Linked DNA regions of Mus musculus: region 1 is linked to region 2. The links are chromatin contacts, called in public HiChIP or PLAC-seq maps. All regions are on one chromosome and are shown on one strand. Each heading gives the region's core, a stretch centred on a gene start, on an enhancer-like site or on the middle of the called end of the contact. The rest is flanking DNA. Distances are from core to core; before and after follow the strand shown.

Region 1 (5,517 bases), core at 1,677-4,176, 890 kb after region 2:
TTGTTCAATCAGTGCATGGAAATGCAGCTTACTTTATTAATCTTTTTGGGTTTTTTTGGTCTGGCTTTGATGAGGTTGTTTTATGGTCCTAACATTTTTTTCTATGTGTTTGGGTGAAACCGTTCTGATGTTCTATATAAAAAGCTCATGACATCTGTAAAGACAGATAACTTTCTTCTTTTCCATTCATTTTAGATGCATTTTCTTTCTTTCTCCTCTTCTTTTTCCCTTCCTTTCTTTCTCCCTCAACCTTTAACTTGATCGTGTCTTGCTATGCTGCCCAGGCTGGCTATGAAACTAGGATCTTCCTACTTCGGCCTCCCAAGTGCTGGTATTATAGGTATGTGCCATCACTTGCTTGGCACTTGTATCTTATTTTTCTTCCATACGTTCTCTGACTCAATTACCCTTCTTGTACTGCCTGGCCTTGTAGTCTCTTGAGTCCTCCCCTTAGCACAATTGGAAACATTTCCTCTGATCCCTGCCTTCCAAACTTACACTTTTGCCCTCTGTCTCTCTTTGCCTCTCTCCTTCTTGTCCTCTGTGACCCCTTCCTTCCCTTTCTTCAAGCATGAGGAAAGAGTTCTCTGCCCGATGCCCTCGTCTCATATGTCATGCTCTCCCCTGAATGATCTCAGTTGTACATACTGTCTTCTGTCCAGTCCCAGGTTTTGGTCATCTCTATAAAAACCTCTTCTGAGCTATAGACCTAGGTGTATAGCTTGACGGAGATAGTCTCAGTGCCATAGTCTTGTGGCATTTGAACACTTGATCCCCAGTTGGTGGTACTGTTTGGGAGGTGTGGCCTTGCTGGAGGAAATCTGCCATTAAGGGTGGGTTTTGAGGTTTAAGAGACTCAGCATTTATTGTTTGCTCTCTCTGCTTCCTTCTTGTGGGTCAGGGTATGAGCCCCAGCTTCCTTCTTCTGCTACCGTGCCTTTGTTATGCCATTGTGGACGCTCAACCTCTGGAAGCATCAGCCCATATTAACTCTTCCTTCTATAAGATGCGTCAGTCGTGATGTTTTATCACAGCAATAGAAAGGTAGCCAATACAAGTACTTATCTTAGGGTGCTTCACAGGTATCTCTGACTCAGCATCCTAAAAACAAAAATCCTCCTGCTCAACCTGCTCCTCAGTTAGTGGACATGCTCACTGTCTATTTCGTTTCCCTAGATATTTGGACAGCCTCTCTTCCTCCTTACCCACGTTTCTTATGCCCTGTGCATGGATTTGAATGGTTTTAGTCTCCTCCTGTGTTCTGTTTCTTTTGTCTGTCCCCACTGTCTGTCTTCATCCACACTGCCCTCCCTTCCTGTGTGGATTATTACGAGCTTCCCAGCTTTTTGACTGTTCTGTTTTGTACACCATTGCCATGCTGCTGTTTTGCAAGTGAAGGTTGCTGTTGCTTTTTAGACTGAAATCCCAAATTCTTAGCAGCATGCTTGAATTTGGCCTCATCTGCATATATCGGTAACCTTCCCGTATCTTACATTTTTGCATATGGCCTTCAAGTCTACTTTTTTTTTTTTTTTTTTTTTTTGGTTTTTTGAGACAGGGTTTCTCTGTGTAGCTCTGGCTGTCCTGGAGCTCACTTTGTAGACCAGGCTGGCCTCGAACTCAAGTCTACTTAAGTGATGAAATTATTATGTTTCAGAATCCCTAGAAGGGCTTTGCATATGGCATCCTTTTCTGAGCAACTGAAGTTTCTCCAAGTCTCAAGTACTGTCTTTTCAAAGACATCTTCCCTCTCTAATTAGATTAGGCAGTCTTCCTGCATTTTCTCCATAATGCTATGAACTCTTCCTCTATAGAATACTCTGTTGTTGTGGGGCCAGTGAGGTGGCTCAGTGGCTAAAGTGCTTGCTGTGCAAACGTGAGGAACTGATTTGGGAACCTGAGCAGCCACATACAAGTTAGATATGGCAGTGTGCACCTTTGGAGTTGTGGAGACAGGACAATCCCTGGGCTTACTGGTATCCAACCTAGTCAAAACTGTGAGTTCCAGGTTCTCTGAGAGACCCTGTCTCCAGAAAAGGTATAGACTGATAGAGGAAGACATCCAACATCATCCTCTGCCCTTTGTGAGTACCTAAACAGGTGAGTACACTGACACACGCACGCTCATGCACACGTGTGCACGTATACACACAAAACCCCACTCATTGCTATTGTGATGGTTTGCTCTGCTTGTGTCTTCTCCTATCATAATACTATATAGCCTCTGTATTGCATGGCATTATCCTGAAGCCCCTGCACATAGAAGGACTCATGCACATGTGTTTATTGAGGAGGATGAAAGTATGGCACTAAGCAGCAGAGTAGCCACTGCGCTGGCCCCTTCTGACCTCACATCCAGGCTGTCAAATTCTAAACAAGTAGTGCACTCCATCTATAGGCAGCTTCCTCTTCCATGGCTCACAAATGTATCCTGAAATATTCCTGAATTTCTGGTAAATCCTCTGCCTTCTCTATACTCAGACAACCTTAGCTCTCATTTTAAAGAGAAAATTAAAAACTACAGACCGGTTATTCACACACAGACACTTTTGTGTTCTTTCCTTCAGTGGATGAGGCAGCCTTCCTGCTGCCCAGTGATGTCTCCTTTGTACCCAGCCCTCACCATCTGCGCCTTCATTTGAGTCCTTAATCATCAGCTTTTTCCTTGTTGATCAAAACCACTCCAAACTTAAACATGTCTTCTCTGAAGTGACAATTCTGTTTGTCTACTGCCCTCCCTGTCTTTTCATTTGTACCAGCTTTTAATGTTTTCCTCTTGACCTTTTCTGCCATTTTAGACTCAGGTTAGTGGAGTTTGGTTATAGGCCATCATTTGATTGAGCAGGCCTTTGACAAAGTCATGCCTAGCCTCTTAACCAAGTGAGTACTTTTCAACCTTTACCTGCTGCATTCCGCTGGCTGTCTTTGATCTTTTGTTGTTACCTTAGGCTGTCCTTTTGTTTTCTTTGTCTTTCATGCTGGTGTCTTACAGACTGCAGACTTACTTGATATGTTTTGTAAATGACGCCCAACTACAAGGCTATTTAGAGGTAAGAGAGAGAGATTCTGGGTGTGTTTCTTTAGACATTTATCTTCTCTTGACACTCCATGTAAATAGAAGAGGTGAGAGGGCACTCACAGCAGGTCTGCTTTAATTTTTATTTATCTGTCCCATTTTTATTGCCTCCTTTTATTAATCTTTTGACATCACCTATTTGTAGGCTTTTTTTTATTGTTTGTAGTAATTTATGGATTTCTTCTCTTTTGAGAGTTCCATATATTTTCTCCCTTCTCCCAAGTTTCAAAGAAGAAATTCATTTTTATTTTTTTAAGATTTCTCCTATATAATTTTCCTGCCGAAGGCTGCTGTAGTTGGCAGGAGCAGCAGGAATGGCTCTCAGCGCAGCTCTGGGAGAGCAATTGAAGAGGAGGAAATGACCCCGTGTGCTGAGAGTAAAGAGAGTTTAAGTATTGCTCGTTCCTCTCCAGCCGCTCTTACCGAGCCTTCTGGGATCCCCAGGGAAGATTATGTTCCAGGCTGCCTGTTCATCATGTCAGCGGTTTACCTGCAATAGCCTTTCTACTTTTCTAGCCTTTTAGTAGCAAAGAACCTGCTGATTAAAAAGTAGCAGAAGAAAGGAAGCAGCGTGGTGTGAAAGTTGTCACTGGAGTCAAATAGCAGTGAGACATCCTAGTGGTGTGACCTTGGGCTCTTGAAGCTTTACCTTCTTCAACTGTGGAACGGGCATAGTTCTATTTCATTGAGTCATTGAAAGATTGCTAAGATCACTGCAGAGGTCTAGCTTAGTGCGTTCTAGACATGCATTCAGTAAATGCTCTGAGTAATTTCATGTAGTAACTACTTAGTCCATGGAGAGTTAAAACAAAGTGCTTGCTGGTATCTGGACAATGAATGACATGGGATAGCCACTAGGGCAGGAAGACAAAGACCTGCCAAATGATTGAAGAAGATGTGAGCCCTATTCTATTTCTCCTTCCATATATAATGAGACAATTTGAAAAAGTCTAAGGTAGGGGCTGAAGAGATGGCTCTGTGGTTCTGAGTACTGGCTGCTCTTGCAGAGGACCTGAGATTGTTTTCCAGCACCTACATAGTCTCTCCAGGAGGAGCTGATACTTCCTTCTGGCCTCTGGGTACTATGAATATACGTGGCATAGGTACTTACACAGATACATAAGATAAACATAAAATAAACTTTAAGTTACATTCAGTGTTAACTTCAGAACAATAAGGCCCAAACCATTAAGAACATCAAGTCGTACCTGAACCCTTGAGGACCTGACTGGAAGTCATTGTCTGTAATCACTGGAGGCCTTGTCCTAGCTTCTTCTGCCTTTGGTCTGTCTTACTGTTTTGGTCATGGAGCCTTGACACCACTTTTCAACTAACCCCTTTGGCTCAGTACTGACGGCTCTAATCTTGCTTCTTTTTGGCCCCACGTCTCAGTTTATGCCTCTGGCTCTAGGCTTCTTCTGATAGCAGTTCTACTACTGTCCCTTGCCTGTGACCCAAATCTCTCTTCTCAAGAGACTGTCTACCATCTCAAGTTGGCTAGAATTCCTACTATCTTTTCCTGAAGATTTAAAAAATCTCATTCACATTAAGTCCCTTGTTAAGCTTGCAGAGCAAATGATACTGTAGCTATGGTCCTGGGCTCTGTGCTCATTGGTTTGTATTAATCTTGAAGATTTCTTTTCCTCTATGTCATGTAACACCAAACATGACTAGATGTACACTTGGCCTTTCTAAACAATGGTTATGAAGTTGTCTACAGGGTTTTTTTCAGTGCCATTCAATTGATTCGAGACCTTAATGATAATAGCTATTAATGTTGCTGGGTCTGATTCTCAGCTCTTGGTATTTATGACATTGTTTATTTTACCTAATAATTTGATGATACACTTATTAGTCTCATAGTAGCATGATAGCATGAGATTCATAGCTACATGCAGGTGAAGAAATAGGGACAGTGAGAGCATATCACACTGTTGTTGTGTGAGTGACCAGAGGATTTGGGTGCAATTGCCACGCTATTGAGAAAGAAGGGACAGTTCTCAGAGGCCCCCTACAGTAACATAGTTAAGATAGAGCCTGGCAATATGAAACTGAGCTTCATATTTATCAGCAATGTCTAGAAGTTGCTGATTTGTGCTGTGAAGAGACACCATGACCATGGCAGCGTAGGCACACATAGCACTGGAGAAGTAGTTGGGAGCTTATATATATTTGAAAGAGGAGAGAAAGACAGGTGGAGGGGGTAGTGGGGAGAGGCTGGCAATGACAGAGATTTTTTGAAACTTCAAAGTCCACCCTCAGTGACATATATCCTATATGTCACACCTCCTATAGGGCCACACCTCCAAATCCTTCCTAGACAGTCCAAAAACGGGGCACCAACCATTCAAATATATGAGCCTTTAGGGGCCATTCTCTTTTAAACCACCACAAGTAGTGGAGCCTTGGGTACCTTCTCCTGTCCATATTAGATTCTCTGC
Region 2 (5,751 bases), core at 212-2,711:
TGGGATCTGATGCTCTCTTCTGGTGTGCACTCATATACACAAAATAAATAAATAAATCTTTTAAAAAATAAGCTAAAGATAGTCCACAATAATTTGGTTCCAGATTTCTAACATTCCAGTTCACCACAAACCATGGGTGTTCTAGGCAATGAGCCTCCGAGACTCTTTAACACAGGGGCAGCTCCCTGCTTTCTTCCCAAGCTTGGAACTTTATCCCTGGCTGAACTCAGATAGTGGTGCTTGTTTTCAGCAAGGGATGCAGGGCATCCTTGCCACATCCTAAAAGAAGTTTGGGACCAGGTATGTTGGTGCATGCTTTTAATTTTTTTGTTTTGTTTTTTGAGACAGGGTTTCTCTGTGTAGCCCTGGCTGTCCTGGAACTCACTTTGTAGACCAGGCTGGCCTCGAACTCAGAAATCCACCTGCCTCTGCCTCCCAAGTGCTGGGATTAATTTTTAATTATAACAATTATAGCACTAGGAGGCACTGGTAGGTCAAATTTAAGGACAGCCTGATCTACATAGTGAGTTCTAGGCCAGCCAAGGACTATACAGTGGTAGTCTGTCATTTAAAAAAAAAAAAAAAAAAAAAAAAGAAAAAAGAAAGTAGAAAGCAGTGATCTGGGATTTATTCCTTTTCAATGTGATCACCGAAAATTGTGAAATGCAGCCAGGTGTGATGGCACATGCCTTTAATCCCAGTACTCAGGGAGGCAAAGATAGGTCTCTGAGCTTAAAGCCAGCCTGGGCTACAAAATCGAGTCTCAGGACAGCCAGGGCTACACAGAGAAACCCTGTACTTTAAAACCGAACCAAACCAAACCAACCAACCAACCAAAGTGAAATCATTGAAACCTTCCAAGTTCAAATTTAGCGTCTTAGAATGAGATCTAAGTTTAGATTAAGGGCTAAATAAGTGTTAGCATTCCTTTTAGGCTCTACTCCACCATACCGCACCTGTACCAAACACAGCTCCAGTCAAGTCTCCTTCCATAAGGTAGTTTGACTTTTTTTTTTTTTTTCATTGCAGCTTTGAGCAATCTCCCCTCCTGCTGGTTCCTCGCTTCGCCTGAGCTCCGTGGGAGGAATTCCAATCTCTTTGCGGTCCATTATTCCAATTGATTTCAATTCTATTGATAGTCAGATTGAGAGACTCAGGTGCCTCTTTTGAATATCTTCTTTTGTTGGGGCCGCACACCCTGAGAGGTGGTGGAAGTCTGAGTTAGACTTTAGCCTGATCTACATAGCAAGTTCCGGGACATGCAAGGACTACACAAAAAACAAAACAAAACAAAAACAAACTAAAAAGGCTTTTAACCTGAAGCCTCCACCCAGTTCCGGAGAGTAGAACAAAAAAAAAAAAAAAAAAAAAAAAAAAAGGGAGCTCCTTAATCCTCTTGAAAACAAAGGGAGCTGCGAATGATCAACTGTGCCTGGGTCACCCATAGAGACCAAGATCCGCCAGATAGTCGAGCTCTGCCGCTAACCAGACACAGCCGCGCAGAAGGGGCTTTGAGCAGAGGAACTGGGCAGTGCACGGACAGATCACAGGCGATTTCCTGGTTGAGCCAGGGAATAAGAATAGAGGGTCGGACCCTCTGTTGGCTGAGCCTGTGGAGTCACGGAGAATTATGCAAGCTTTTCGAGAGGTCCTGGGTTCAATTCTTAGCAACCACTGGGTGGCTCACAACCCTCTATAATGGGATCTGGTGCCCTCTTCTGGGGTGCGGGCATATATGTATGGGAGCACTGTGTACTATATATATTATATGAACAGGAAAAAAAAACCCATAGAACAAGTATCATGGCTCTCTCTTTTTTCTTTTCTTTTTTTTTTTTTACTTTTTCGAGACAGGGTTTCTCTGTGTAGCCCTGGCTGTCCTGGAACTCACTTTGTAGAACAGGCTAGCCTCGAACTCAGCCACGCCCGGCTCTCCCTTTTCTCTTTCTCTCTCTCTCTCTCTCTCTCTCTCTCTCTCTCTCTATATATATATATATATATATATATATATATATATACATATATATATATATATATATATATATTTTTTTTTTTTTTTTTTTTTAAGAGACAGGATCTCACTACAGCAGCCTTTAGTTAGCTGGTCTGGAACTCTCTGTAGGGACCCATCAGGCCTTGCCCTTGCCAGGGTTAGGATCAAAGGAATGTGACACCATCCCCCACCTCTGTAATTCTTAATAAAGCTTGCTCTGCACACTCCAACAAGAGCCTGTGACAAAGAAACTCAGCTATTCTCTCAGGTTGAGCTTCAGTGACCCAAAGTCCCTAGATCAGACACAACTGTTTGGAGAAGAGTCCCATCATCCTATTAAAAAAAAAAAGACCCATGTCACTGGTCACTGGAATTATTAACATGCATCATCACGCCTGGGCCTGGTCTCCGCAGTGCTGGAGATCAAACCCAGGCCTTCACGCATGCTCTGCAAGCCCATTATCAACTTAGCACAAACAAGTCACTTCATTTCAATATTTTACGAAATATTTAATAGTCCCCAAAATACTATTTTAATAGGTCTTAAATTTTTATTTATTTTTATGTGAATGCATGTTTATTTATTTATTTATTTTTATGTGTATGTGTGTTTTTTGCCTGCATGTATTGTCTGTGCACCATATGCTTCCAAGGTAGCAGCAGAGGCGAGAAGAGGACATCTGATCCCCTGGGACAGGAATTACAGACTGTTGTTACCTGTCACTTGGGTCCAGGGAACTGAATCCAAATCATCTCCCAGATCCTTTGTAAGAGTAGCCAGCACTAAACTGCTGAGTCATCTTTCTAGTCCTGCAACCCATTTCTAAAAAAAAAAAAAAAAAAAGAAAAAAGAACAATTTTATAAAAAAGAGGAAATATGGAAATGTTCTCCCTACCAGGCACCAGGCACATTTCTCCTCTTGCTGAACTAAGTTGTTGTGTAACTTTTTCTGATGTGACAAACATCTATTATCTCAGGTATCACACTGTCAAGAGACCAAAGGAACCTTTCTATCCAAGTCTGGCTTAGTTTCCTGGGGTGAGTTTCAGCAGTGTGGGTGAGGGCTTCCTTATAGGGATGTGGGTGAATGGGAACACGGAGGAGAATGACTCAAAGTCAGCTGCATCACTGAAAAGCCTGCCCCATCATCCCAGTGCACTGGTGACTCACACACGCTGCCTCCTGAAGCTCCCTGCATGACTCGTAGGCAGCTCAGCTTGCTGGAGAAGCTCTCCTCCACTGGAGTTGTTACTGTAACAACTAGAGGAAATAACAAAACAACAGCAAGGATTGTAGCCCTTTCTTTCCCCTAGCAGGCTTTCTTAGGAACAGTTAATTTTGGGAAGATCATTGTTTTAGCTCTGTAGAGCACCGGACCATAGTAAGCAGAGTCCCAGACTATATTGGTTTGGCTTCATACCTGGAACAAGGAATTGAGATGTATATTTTACATATCAAAGCAGACCTGGCCTCCAGGTTCTCCCAGCATCCCTCAGTTCCTTCCTGGCATACCCTGTCCCCAACCCTGAACTTCCCAGGCCAGGGCATGGTCGTCTGCCATTTTCTCAGAGGTTCTTCCCTGTATAATCCAGACAGGCAGGCTCTGGCTTTCTCTCTCTCTCTCTCTCTCTCTCTCTCTCTCTCTCTCTCTCTCTCTCTCTCTCTCTCTCCTCTCTGCACATGTGCTCTTTCTTTCTCTTCTCCGTCCCCTCTCTTTCCCTTCTCATGGTGACATCCCTGGCCTCAGTCCTAAGGGCCAGTGAAGTCACCCAGCTGAGAGTAGTTTCTCAATAAACCTGCATTTAATATAATCTAATCTGGTTTGAATTGGCTCATTTCACTGGCGGAGAAATAACTTCTCAGTACTAGAGAGCTGTGTATAGTCCGTCCCATCAGAACGTGTAGGTCAGCACGTGCTGACATACTTCATGTTGTCCCACTGGCAGATATACTCACTCTGCAAAGCACAAGGAGCTGCAGAGGCCAGCACTTCAAAATTGGGAACTCTTGGTCATGGTACATCCATAAATCTGGGTTGTTGAGCACAGTCAGGGTGTGTCCATCTTGCCTATGTGGCCCACAACAGCAATCATGCACAGGTTAAAAGGCTTAGGAACCTGTCGGGCAGTGGTGGCACACGCCTTTAATCCCAGCACTTGGGAGGCAGAGGCAGGTGGATTTCTGAGTTCCAGGACAGCCAGGGCTACACAGAGAAACTCTGTCTTGAAAGAAAAACAAACAAACAAACAAACAAACAAACAAACAAAACAAAACAAAACCCAAACAAACAAAAACAAAAACCCTGGGAACCCTCATCACAATGCGTGGCTTGTCCGGCACAAATGAGGACCTCGTATTTTTTGGATGAAGAGTTAGAGCATCTTAAAGCTTTCTGATACTGTTGCTGCCTCTGATACATTGTTTCGCTCTCATAATAAAACCAACTCAAGCCCACAAAACACCCTGCTGCAACTAATGTTTAATCCGGTGCCAGCAGGTCTGCAAGTCTTCACTGCTTTCCCCAAATTTCACTTTTATTAAAAGGTTTCTGAGCCTGGCAGTGGTAGGATATGCCTTTAATTCCAGTACACGGAGGCAGAGGCCGGGGGATTTCTGTGAGTTCGAGGCTATCCTTGTGTACAGAGCAAGTTCCAGGACAGATAAAGCTACACAGATAAACCCTGTCTCGAAACAAACAAAAAAGGGTTTCTATAAAAAGGAGGGGAAAGCATTTGTCTCTTCTCTTTGAAGTCCGGGGGTTTCTCAGAATAGGGATTGTTACATCAGCCAAATGTCCATCCTCTGTCAGGTTAATTAGAGCAGATACAGAATAAGACACACAATTGTGATGGTTCTTGTCTGTGATTCCATAGGATTGTGTCTTATAGGTGTCTGTACACTAGAGAGCTGAACAAACATGTTTATTAGAAAGGGAAACGTCCATGGGCGGAAGCACAATGAATTCCAGAGAGGATACAGTTGAGTGGCAAGTACAGTGTGCTTTTAAACAGTCACACAGCAACGAGAGCAACAGTGGGGAAAGGATGGCGGCTTCTGATGCAAAGGATGGCTGATTACTTCCAGGCTCTAGAACGCTGCCATAAACCAATACAGGTCATCAAGCAGGGAGACTTTGCTCCACAGGGTCTGGAAGGCAGAAGGCTTTGATCCCCAGAGCATATGCAGCTGAGATGGGCAGGGTCTTGCTGGGACTGGACCCTAAGTTCCATTGTCTCTGAGAAGTTATTTCTCTTCTGGTGAAATGAGCCAATTCAAATCAGATTAGATTATAATAAATGTAGGTTTATTGGGAAGCTGCTCTCAGCTGGGTGAGTTCACTGGCCCTGAAGACTGAGGCAAGGGAAATTGCCATGGGGAGGGAGAGGGGAGAGAGAAAGAGCTTGCAGGCAGACAGAGGGAGAGGGGAGAGGGGAGGGGAGAGAAAAGGGGAGAGGGAAGAGGGGAGAGGGGAGAGAGGAGAGGGGAGGGGGAGAGAGGAAGAGAGAGGGAGAGAAAGAAGGAGGGAAGGAGAGAGAGAGAAAGAGGGAGGAAGAGAGAGAGAGACAGAGACAGACAGAGAGACAGAGAGAGAAAACTGGACCAGGCTGGCTTCAAACTCAGAGATCTCTCTGCCTCTCCCTCCCAAGTGCTGGGATCAAAGGTTTACACTACTGCTTGGCCACTACAGGCTCACATAATTCTACACTAATAGTAGTAGGAATCTAAACAATTTACTCAAATTCAAATGCAAGCCAAG

What was found. HiChIP or PLAC-seq counts read pairs in DNA pulled down with a chosen protein or histone mark.
Region 1: a contact with region 2 is called in an H3K27ac HiChIP or PLAC-seq map of embryonic stem cells, with 6 times the contacts expected there. The contact joins two enhancer-like sites. A contact is called at or near these places in 1 of 39 promoter capture datasets (hippocampal neurons), 1 of 484 Hi-C or Micro-C datasets (embryonic stem cells) and 3 of 115 datasets of contacts at active chromatin or transcription factors (all in embryonic stem cells).

Annotation. Positions count from the first base shown.
Region 1 is chr6:40,330,780-40,336,296 of GRCm38.p6, forward strand. The region is part of intron 2 of Agk (acylglycerol kinase); the gene reads left to right. Among named protein-coding and RNA genes, the nearest start is that of Agk, 8.1 kb to the left of the region's middle. Within about 2 kb of position 2,927, at least 4 of the 459 cell types and tissues checked have an H3K27ac peak or open chromatin away from gene starts, as enhancers often do. A contact at or near this core is called in embryonic stem cells, where this site is marked.
Region 2 is chr6:39,444,845-39,450,595 of GRCm38.p6, forward strand. No RefSeq gene overlaps it. Among named protein-coding and RNA genes, the nearest start is that of Gm52860, 23 kb to the right of the region's middle. Within about 2 kb of position 1,462, at least 105 of the 459 cell types and tissues checked have an H3K27ac peak or open chromatin away from gene starts, as enhancers often do. A contact at or near this core is called in embryonic stem cells, where this site is marked.